2 separate regions of the Sus scrofa genome follow, and region 1 is linked to region 2. A link is a contact called in public promoter capture Hi-C data. All regions are on one chromosome and are shown on one strand. The core of a region is the stretch at or near the end of the contact, and the rest is flanking DNA. Distances in the headings are between cores, read along the strand shown. Region 1 holds the start of G0S2 (G0/G1 switch 2). Region 2 holds the start of DIEXF (digestive organ expansion factor homolog).

Evidence for each region. Promoter capture Hi-C pulls out the DNA fragments that hold promoters and counts their contacts.
Region 1: a contact with region 2 is called in a promoter capture Hi-C map of fetal liver, with 2.2 times the contacts expected there. The contact joins the promoter of G0S2 here to the promoter of DIEXF in region 2. A contact is called at or near these places in 1 of 5 promoter capture datasets (fetal liver) and 2 of 47 Hi-C or Micro-C datasets (blood and embryonic fibroblasts).

What each region holds. Positions count from the first base shown.
Region 1 is chr9:133,283,985-133,289,356 of Sscrofa11.1, forward strand. It overlaps G0S2 (G0/G1 switch 2), which reads right to left and starts at 3,758. Exons shown (of 1, transcript NM_001286804.1): 1 at 3,341-3,758. The coding sequence starts at 3,732. The coding sequence ends at 3,421.
Region 2 is chr9:133,137,684-133,142,928 of Sscrofa11.1, forward strand. DIEXF (digestive organ expansion factor homolog) reads right to left here and starts at 3,575. Exons shown (of 12, transcript XM_003130420.6): 1 at 3,360-3,575; 2 at 2,550-2,589; 3 at 1,612-1,867. The coding sequence starts at 3,466. It overlaps LOC102159985 (a long non-coding RNA gene), which reads left to right and starts at 3,601. Exons shown (of 3, transcript XR_305746.3): 1 at 3,601-3,736.

The sequences.
Region 1 (5,372 bases), core at 2,508-5,007, 150 kb after region 2:
TATCTTCTTCCCTATTCAGTTTCAGTTGCTTAGCCTCAGTGCATGGTTCTAACCTGTTAAGTGCTTTTGAATCCTGACCATCTTAACTCTGCCTCACAAATAGAACAGGTAAGTATACCTTCTGTCACTTTGCTGAGGCTGCTGATAAAATCGTCAAACAGGATAGAACCAAGGACCGTTTCTGTTCCTGTGCTGGGAGAGGGACTTAGGTTTGATCAGAACCAGACATAGTCTTTCTAGACTGCCTCAAAATCTTGATGACGAAACTATTAAGCATACTATTTTCCTTTAACCCAGGGTTCTCAGTCTTGGCCCTACTGAACTTTTGAACGGGAGAATTCTTTGTTGTAAGTGATAGCCCTGTGCATTATAAGATGTTCAATGGGCAGTTTCATCGTGGTGCAGCAGAAACAAATCCAACTAGGAACCATGAGGTTGCGGGTTCGATCCCTGACCTTGCTCAGTGGGTTATGGATCCTGTGTTGCCGTGAACTGTGGTGTAGGTCGCAGATTCAGCTCAGATCCTTCGTTGCTGTGGCTGTGGCGTAGGCTGGCGGCTACAGCTCTGATTCGACCCCTAGCCTGGGAACCTCCATATGCCATGGGAGTGGCCCTAAAAAAAAGACAAAAGACACACATACACAAAAGATGTTTAATGGCATCCTTAGCTTCAACCCACTTGATACCATCAGAAGTCCTTCCTTCACTATCAGACAAGCAGTAATGCCTTCAGACATTTTCAAATGTCTCCCCTTCCCATTGAGAACCGCTGCTTTCACTTATAAGTAGATTAATTGAGAAAGCAAGTATGTATCAAGAACTTACTAATTGCCTAGGACTTGACAATTTCATTCACTATTAAAGAGAAAGATGTCAAGAAGATCTTATACCGTGAGAGAGATAACCGGCTCCATAAAACAACTAGGAAGGAGTTCCCTGGTGGCCTAGTGGTTAGGATTTGGCATTATTACTACTGTGGTGCGGGTTTGATCCCTGGCCAAGGAACTTATGCATGATGCAGGGATAGCCAAAACAACAACAACAACAACACCGGGGAAAAATGTCTATTACTGTATGATCCAGTGTGAGACCCAGACTGACCGGTAAGAATTCAGAGAAATGAGATCAGTGGGTCAGAAAAGATTTCCATAGCTTGGATTTGACTGGTTTGGGTAGTTTGAACATGTATAGGCATGGGGCAAAACCTTGAAGCTAAAAATATATGGGCCTTTCCTCTATATTTAGGCAAATGTGAAAAAGATAAATATATTTAGGCAAACCAAAAAATGTAAGCATTACCTTCTAAACCAAAAACTGGAGGACGTGATTTGATAGATAGTTTGACAAGAGGCAGAATATTTGAAATCACACCTCTCTTGGGGAATTTGAGGTATATGATATTGGAAGGTGTGGAGCTCCTGGGTGGGCAGGCATTCCATTGCGAAGAGTAATGTGCACAAAAGTGTAGCAAACAGAAGGGGAGTTCCCATTGTGGCTCAGTGGGTTAAGGGCCTTACGTTGTCTCTGTGCTCAATCCCTGGCCTTGTGCAGTGGGTTAAGGATCCAGTGTTGCCACAAGCCACAACAGATGCTGCTTGGATCCCTTGTTGATGTGGCTGTGGCATAGGTGGAGCCTACAGCTGGTGGCGTTGCAGCTCTGATGCCCTGGCCTGGGAACTTCCGTATGCCACAAGTGTGGCTGTGACAAAGGGAAACAAATGACCAGATGGGGACTAGGAGGGTCCTGGGGTTCATCTGAGCAGCCTGAGAAGTCTAGAGGGAGGGCTGAGAGGCGAGCAGGTCGTGGAGACGCAGGAAAACCTGGCACGGGAGTTGAGGCTCTGATGGGTTTTGAGTGGAGGAAGAACGGCACTGAAGGGAGGGTACCCCAGCCTGGCAGTGGATGTTTGGGGGCCAGTGTGCTGGAGAGTGCAGGAGGTGGTCTGACACGTTGACAGCTGGACCAGGTGGTGGGAGAATAATAAACCTAACAGACAAGGCACTTGCGAAGGAGAACTGGAGGAATGAGTGTGGGTGAACTCCTGAGAGATTCTGGACGCTTCAGGTGAGGCTGTGTCACCTTAATATAAGGTCAAGTTTCCCATTTGGGAAACTAGGAGGACAGTGTTTCCACTGATAGTCTTCTTTCCCCTTGATAAATCTCACCTTCTCCTGACCCTGCTTTCATGTGGAGTGATAAGGATCGATTGGGGGCAGAGACAGCACTTGCTCCGGGCCAGGAACACTGGGTAGAATTCGAGCTGGCAGAAATAAAACGGAAGGGTTTATTGCGGAAGAGGGTGGTGGTGGAGCGAGTCTGGGCATCGTTACGTTTAGCGAAAATGCATGGCTCTTGATGGCGAGAGTGACACATCTGCACCTGGACAGGGCAGAGACGTATTAAAATGGAGAGGAGAGTGGCATCAGGCCCATGTCCCTTGCCACCTCTTTAAGAGCCATTGCTTAAAATTTCCGGAGCTGACACTGGACTAGCTGTTACTACAGAGCAAGCGCTGTCCCTGGAGGAAGAGGACTCAGGCCTGGGATAACCAGTCTTTTCTCCTTCTAACTTAGAGTTTCTTACTGTGATTTGACTTTGTGAGGAGGAAGGCTGGGTAGAGCCAGATAATCCAGTTAAATGTTCTTGGGAGGCTGTTTTCCCTCTTTGCCTGCCAGCTAGCCAGTTCCCGCCCCCCGCCCCCCTCCCCACTAAAATGCAGTTAGCAAGAAAGAGGCATCAGTCATGGGAGCCTCTGGTTGTGCAGGTGTGAGATGGCAAATAAGTTTTCTACCCTAGAATTCATCAGTGTCTCTCACTCACTCTAGCCCAGAAGTTGATCGATCCTCTGCTCTTCAAATGGTGAGTCCAGTGGGACTTAGAAATACGTTCCTCTCGTCCCACTGGTAACACAAAGCAAAAACAAATCCTCCACAGACTTGTAAGCATGTAGCATCCACATGGGAGCCCTGGGCAGGGAAGCAGGTATGGCCTGATCTTCAGGCGACCCCCTTCAGCAGCATGCCCGGCCCCCTACTGCCCGCCCCAGGGAACCGTGCTGCTCTGGAATCCGAGGCTGAGATAAAGTACAAAACGGTTTTTATTTCAAAATGCACAAGGGTGTTCACTGAACACCCACTGAAATCATTATCATCATCACAGTATAACAATAATAACGTAGACAGCACTTCTCGGCCTAGTGCAAAGGGCCAGGTAACTCCGCTCAGGTGCCTCGTTCTGGACTGGGCCTTCCGCGGTGCTGCACAGCAGCAAAACTCATCCCAAACGCCTTAGGGTGGATCCGAGTGTCAGTTCAGTTCTAGCACTCAGGGGCTTCTCAGAAGCAAGTCCAAACGTAAGGCGACGCTCTGGCTCGCCCTCCTCGCCGTCTCTCCGCCACCCTCCGCGGCCCCGCAGGGTTCCTAGGAGGCGTGCAGCCGGTGGGAGAGGGCCCGGCAGCCCCGGCCCGTCTGCCGCCGCTTGTCCTTCTCCAGCTGGGCCGGCTCCGGGGGCGCCTTTCGCTCCCGGGCGGCCCGCAGCTCGGCCACGGCGGCCTCCCGGTCCCGCAGGCGGCCGGCGGCCGTGAAGGGGCTGCACACGGTCTCCATCAGGCCGAGCACCGCGCCGAGAAAGGCCAGCAGGCCGCCCAGCAGGTACAGCTTCACCAGCTTGCGGCTGGGCTTGTGGGCCATCAGCTCCTTGGCCAGAGGCATCAGCTCCTGGATCGTTTCCATCTCGGCTCCGGGCTCTCGGGCCGGGGTGACCTGCGGGGGCAGCGGAGCAGGGAAGGGGCCCGTTAGCCACCGGGGACGGCTGCCGCCTCCTGCGCCGCCCGCCCGCGGCTCCCTCGGAGGAGGCCCGCAGACCCGGCAGCCCGCCCGAAACCCCGCGTCCTTCGCCGCTGGCTTCACCTGAAGGCCCGCGCGAGCGGGAGGCAGCGCTGGCACAGCCGGCAATCGCCGAGGGCGTGGGTCCCGCGCCTCCGCCTGCTCCGCCTCCGCAGCCGCGGCTCTTCGGGATGGAGACGCAGCAACTGGCCCTGAGGACGCAGCAACTGGCCCCGGTCAGCGCCCCGGGGCACTTTATAGTTTCCCTCCGAGCCCCGCCTCCCGGGCTCCGGGCGCTGGGGCTGCTGCTGCGAGAGCCGGAGAGGAGGGGGAGGAAGGGGACGGGGAGGAAGAGCAGGGGGAGGAAGCGGAGAGGGGGGCGGGGGGGGGGTGGAAGCGGGCCAGGGACCATGAGGGAGGCGGCCGAGAGCTGTGCCCGAGGGCGCTGGGGCTGCGGGGGAGGGCGAGCCAGGCTGCACGCGCGCGCGGACGAGGACCGGCGGCCCGGGCAGGTGTCCGCATCCGTTGGCGGTGTGGGTGGGCCAGAGCTTGCCTCGGGCCAGGGGGCAGTCTGAGAAGGACCCCTTATGAGGACACCCGGGGTGCTCCCCAACTGAAAAGTCAGTTTTTATTCGGAAAGTTTGTCATCGTCCCACACGTGTAGGGATGAAGGTAGAAGGCAAGGGTCTCCAGGCTGTGGAAGGCAGTTTGTCCTTGGACTTTCTCCTCCTGGTGAAAAGTAGGCGCTTGCATTGCTAGAGCCGTATGACAGACTCGTTGAGAGTGCCCTTTATGCATAGATGTGCGTTTACGTGTGTGTGCGTTTGTATGTGTGCTTCTGCGTCTCAGGGATCTGCCATTAAATCCAAATTGTCCTCGTTCCGTTTGGGAAGTGCAGTTGGGGCCTGGGAGGAGGTGAGCATGGAAGGGATAAAAGTTTGCCTGCATCTCATGCTCTCCTCGGTAATTACACACCGCTTCCCCAGATCTGGGGCCACACAGCTGTACCAGCTCAGCTTGGCATAGAAACAGTTTAGGAGCAGAAGGGTGGGAGCAGACAGTTTGGGTAAGAGGCTAAAGGATAGAGAGCGTTCTTGGAAGCATGAGGAAGGTAGGGTTGACATTAACCAGGATTAAGCATCATCCACCGTTATGGGGGGTGTTCTGGCTTAGCTTGGATTATCCACACCCCAGAGTCAGCAAGTAGGGGAAGAGGAGAGACCTCTTCAAGTACAGCCAGGGAGCCAGCAGGGAGAGGAGGGGAAATCAGATGGACGGAGAATTGCAGAGGTCGGTGACGCAATCTTACAACAGCCTGTGCACGTCCGTCAGGCCGGGCTCTGCGGGCAGGAACCCAGGGAAGGCTGTTTCAGGGAGCACATATTTGGGTCGTTAGAAATTGTAGCCAGTAATCTTTCTTTGGGGTCTGAGGCAATTTTCTAGCCAGTTTAATTTTAAAAAGGCAGTAATAACAACTGCCCTTCGTTTTGGCTATTAGTAGTTCAGTTAGTAGCGTTTCTGCGTATGGACTGGGCAAGGTGACCTAA
Region 2 (5,245 bases), core at 2,325-4,824:
TTAATTATTATCACGTATCATTTACAGTGGAATATTACATGATTAAGCTAATGTGAATCCAGTTACATGAGAAAAGGTCCACGTATATTATTAAAGAGAAAAAAGTAGGCGTTCCCACTATGGCAGTGGGTTAAGGATCTGGCATTGCTGCAGCTGAGATTGCAACTGTGGCTCAGATTCGATCCAAGGAACTTCCAAATACCCCGGGTGTGATCCAAAAAAAAAAAAAAAAGAAAGAAAAGAAAAGAGGGTGGGGAACAAAAACAAAAAGACAGAGAACGTAAGTTACAGGACTGTATGAGACCATTAGACACATACACACGAATGCATGTACACACGCACAGTCAATCACAGAGTCATAAAAAGTACTTCAGAAGGTTATATCAAATGTTAAAGTGTTCATCTCAGGGTGACAGATACAGGAACACTACACTATCCTCTTAAATTTTTACAAAATATACTATTATAACTAAAAAACAAATTTTCATCTTTAAAAATCTAAAATACGAAAGAAAAATGGAAAACCAACCAAGTTAAACCAAAAACCCCTGAAGTCTAAAGCTATGATTTTTTTTCATCCCAGTGCAACTGATGAATTAAAATACTAAGAACGGTGTGTAACACCTTAAAGTATAGAAAAAAAATACTTTCTATATTTCAGAAAGGCAAAGCAGCATTTAGATAATAGAATATAAAAAGTTACCAGGGTATAATCAGACAATAGAATGCTACTCCAATAATAAAAAGAAATAAACTCCTAATACAGGAATCACATTGGATGAGAAGCCAAGAAGCCAGATACAAAAGAGTGCTTCCTGTATACTTCCATTCATATGAATTAGACAGAACAGGCAAAACTCATCGACAGTGAAAAAAGCAGGTCAGTGCTTGCCTGACGCCAGGCCTGGGAAACCGGCTGTAAAAGCACCAGAAGAGATTTCTGTAGGTGTTGGAAAGGTTCTTCATTTTGTCCTGGTGCTGGTAATATATACACATTTGTCAAAACTCATCAAATTACATACTTGAGATGGTCACACTTTACTGTATGCAAATCACACCTCAATAAAGTTGATCTAAAGGTGAAAAGTCACTTAAAAGTCTGGGTGTGACATGGTCCTTTAAGCTTTTCAGTCCCAGTGCTTCCCTGGGGTCTTCCCTCAGGTATCCCATCAGCATGGTGGGACCACTTCATGTCCCTTCAACACCTTAGACCTAGCCATTCCATTCGAATCTGCTGCTTAAAAAGTTTTGTATATTGTATCGCTCTTACCGTAAACTTGGTTTCCCTATGGGAGGAACAATAATCTCTTTAAAAAATTTGAGACCATCACAAAAACAGAATTATGTTCTCTTTCCTCTCAATCAGGGGAACTTGAACTAGGATTGATGAAGTCCTGGAAATCATAAGCAAAAATGTCATTTCTGCATTTTTCTGGCCAGAGAGCCCTAGGTTTTCATCAGAGTCTCAAAGGTATCACCGAGCCCAGCAGGGTTAAGAATCTCTGCTTTGGGTCCGTGTGTTTTCACCCGGCTCACGCAGGACAGGGTGCCGCGCCCACGGGGCCAGCTGTCTGTGGTCCTGGCAAAGAGGAGCCCAGCAAAGACACTCACTCTCGCGCGTGTCTGCAGACTCTGCTGCCAGGTCTTCCTCCGCACTCACGTCGCCATCACCTTCTTCAAGATCCATTTCTGCCTCATCTACAACACTGCCTTCTTCCTCCTCTTCTTCCTCTTCTTCCTCTTCCTCCTCCTCCTCCTCCTCCTTGGAAACACTCTTTAACGTAGCGAGAAGTCTGTGATAACCAGAAACTTGTTCTGGTTCACTCTCCGCTTCACTTTCAGAACTCGAAGAATCTGAACTCTCTGACTAAAAGGAAAATGGGGATTTTAAAAACAAAATTCATATTGTTCTCGTTGCTACTCCATGACGACCATCAGGCCCACAGTGCAAGAGGCTGAGACTTTTCTAAATAAAAATTAGCTTCTCTGCAAATATGCAATCTTATCTATTCAACCAAGCCTAGCACCAAATTTATTTGATAGCTAATCTAGCTATGATTCTAGAAGCTCTTCATCTTCTTTGAATTGCTAATCTTGCACAAGGAGAAAGTCTAAAAACAGAGCTTAGGTTGTCTGTATTAACCTATGTGTCAGATATTTGGCACATTTAAAGGAGCAAGAGGAAAAATTGCAACAAAAAATGCAGTAGTTTTTTTCTGCATTTGTGGTAATAAGACCTTTGATGACTTCGCACGCTATTGTATGTTAAGCAAACAAGGCATTCCCCTCTTAAGACTCACCAAGAGCCCTCTGCTTAACAGGTCCTAACAAGCTAATCTCTCACGACAACGTCAAACTTTGGGTACTGTATTAGTTATCACAATGGCATTTTAACCAACATCTGCATTCAAAGCTAAGCAACATTACCAAAATAAAAGCTTACATCTAAAATCGAAAAGAACGCAAGTGCAGGCAAACTGTACTATTATATAGAACCTTAAAAGTAACAACCCAGAATCAGTTATCATAAAGAAGGCATAAAGCATTACCAGGTGACAAATCTGTGGTTTTGCTTCCTTTCTGGAAACCCTGAGAAGAAATAGGCAATGTTAAACTCTTAACTACTAGTATTCGGCAATTAATAAAAATGTCTAAAGATAGGACTTTAAGTGAACATGGCAGACATTATAAACACATCATAACTACAGTCACGTAAAAACTCCGTAGGTACTGGGACGAGGATTGTACGAATGTGCCAAATAGAAAATAATCGATAAAAAAAAAAAAGTTTAACAAGGTCACATGACAAATAGCAGTCACACAATACCTGGCTCTCATCCAAAAAATGGGAAAACTGTCAAATAAAAGTCTTCGGGGTTCACCACTTCCAGCAAGTCCCTCTAATTGTTGATAAAGCGGCCTAAAGTGGTGGGATGAGCACTAAAGTAGGATCATAACTGAGAGTCTGGACACTTACAGAGGAACCCACAACTACCGAGACATCAGTTCCGTCACTGTCATTGAATTGATCGGTGATGTCGAAGGTCCCACGTGTGGGACCAATCCTTGGAAAGCACGCACACACACAAATTCAGAAAACCAGCCCCATAAGGAGGCGTGCGGTCTAGCATAGAGTTATCAGCTCAAAGTTAGACCCGTGAAGAACCGCATCTCAGGCGGAAGCCGCCAGTCTTCCCAGCCGACCAAGGCCGGCGCGGGGCGCGCAGGAAGCGGCGGGAGCTGCCCCGTCCCCGTCCCCGTCCCCGTCCCGGGGACCCGCGGACCGAGCGCCGAAAAGCACGCGGGCTCCCAGCGGGAGAAGACGCCGGCTGCCCTGGCCCCAGCCGCGCCCCTCCCACCTGTCGTAGAAGGGATGCTCCTCGCCGAAATCGCGGAGATGCTTCTTCTGCTTCTTAGTCAGAGTGTTGATCAGCTGGCTCTGGCTCCGGCTCCCGCGTTTGCCCATGGCGATCACAACTTCGCCCCCTTCCAAGGGGCCCGCTTTTCACCTGGAAGTAATCTCGCCAACCGACCCACGCGGGCTCGCCGGCAGCGCTTTACGGCAGAAGCAGCGTGCCATAAAGCAGGCCCGCTTTACGTCGCGCTTGTACGACAGGCGTTAAAACTTCCTGGTTTCCATTCCGCCCCCTGGCGACGCTCTTTGGAAGCACATGTACGCACGCCCATTTTTTCTCTGAGCCCCAGAAGGAAGGCGGACAGGCTTCGGCTTCCCCAGGTGGGTACAAAGGTGCGTGGTACTTTGCTCGTCACTTTCGGTTGTGAGAATCGGCCTGCGTAAACGTGTAGTAGTGGAGGTGGTTGAATGCAGTGCCTTTATATTATGCCACAATAAAAACGCAACCAGCCTTTAAGGGTGCGGGAGCATCTCAAGACTCCTCACAGCAGTTGACAAATAGGTCTTGTTCAAAAGCCTGCTATTTTAAATGAGAAAAGGGATGCTTAGAAAGGGTTACGTGCACACGAGCGAAAGAGGAGCTGGAAACCCAAGTCTGCTGCGACCACAGGTTTTTTCCCCTAGGATGTGCCACAGGTGTGGGGAGGCAAGGCTGAGATTCGCACCCTTGCCCTTCCCCTTCCCCTCATTTTACTGAAGTATTGCAGGATCCCCGGTAACTCATCTATTCCGACATTTTTCATGGTACTAGAGCAGAACTCCATCCGGAGAGGTAAAGTGATTTCCTAAGTCACCCAGAGAGACGGTGTTAGAGAAAGCAGTAAAGCCCAATCAGGTGTCCCAAGACCGAACTCGAAGCCGGACGGAGCACTTTCAAAGGGGAAGTAACTGGAGCTTCCACTGTGGCCCCGCGGATTAAGGACCTAACATGGTCTCCGTGAGGATGCAGGTTTGATCGCTGGCTTCCTTCAGTGGGTTAAACATTTGCCATGTAGTTCACAGGTGCAGCTCTGATCCGGTGTGGCTGTGGTGTAGGCTGGCAGTTACAGCTCTAATTTGACCCCTAGCCTGGGAACTTCCATGGCAGGTGCAGCCCTTAAAAAGAAAAAGAAAGGGCAGGGGTGGGGTGGGGGGTAGTAACTGTTCTATATCTTGATCATGGTGATAGTTACACCTTGTATAATTAAGAAAACAGTACGTTTGAAATTGGTACATTTTGGCTGTGGCTAGGCCAGCGGCTGCAGCTCCGCCTAGCCTGGGAACGTCCATATGCTGCAGGTTTGGGCCTAAAAAGCAAAATAAAATAAAATAATAAAATAAAACAGGTACATTTTAATGTAAGCAAATAATAACCTCAAGAAACAAAGAGAAAAAACAAACACCAACTGGACTTAACACTCCAGAAAGGTGTGTGCTCCTTAAAGACCGCAGTATCCACACAGAGAGACACTATTCCTGAGAGTAACTTACAGTGTCATGTCCTGTAAAAACAAAGTGCTTCTTCATAGACTGCAGAATTCACTTTAATGTTTAAGGTAGAACAAGAGCTTTCAAAGATAGCGTTCCCTGCCCTTGCTATTAGAGGAGCGCCTGTGGGAGCATTGGAGCTCTGTCCAATACCACGTCATGCCTCTAGAAGTTGCGATAGAACTATTCCAATCCTGTTCTTGGTGGTTTTAGTCACCGTTTCCTCCTCCTAATTAGATTCAGGGAGACCGGGGTGGGGTAGGGAGGGGAGGGAGGAAGAATCAAGAAAGTATGCAAACAGCAGGTAGTGCCAGCCGCTGGCCCAGCCAAGGAGCCCTTAAACAAACAGACATCTGTCTTCTG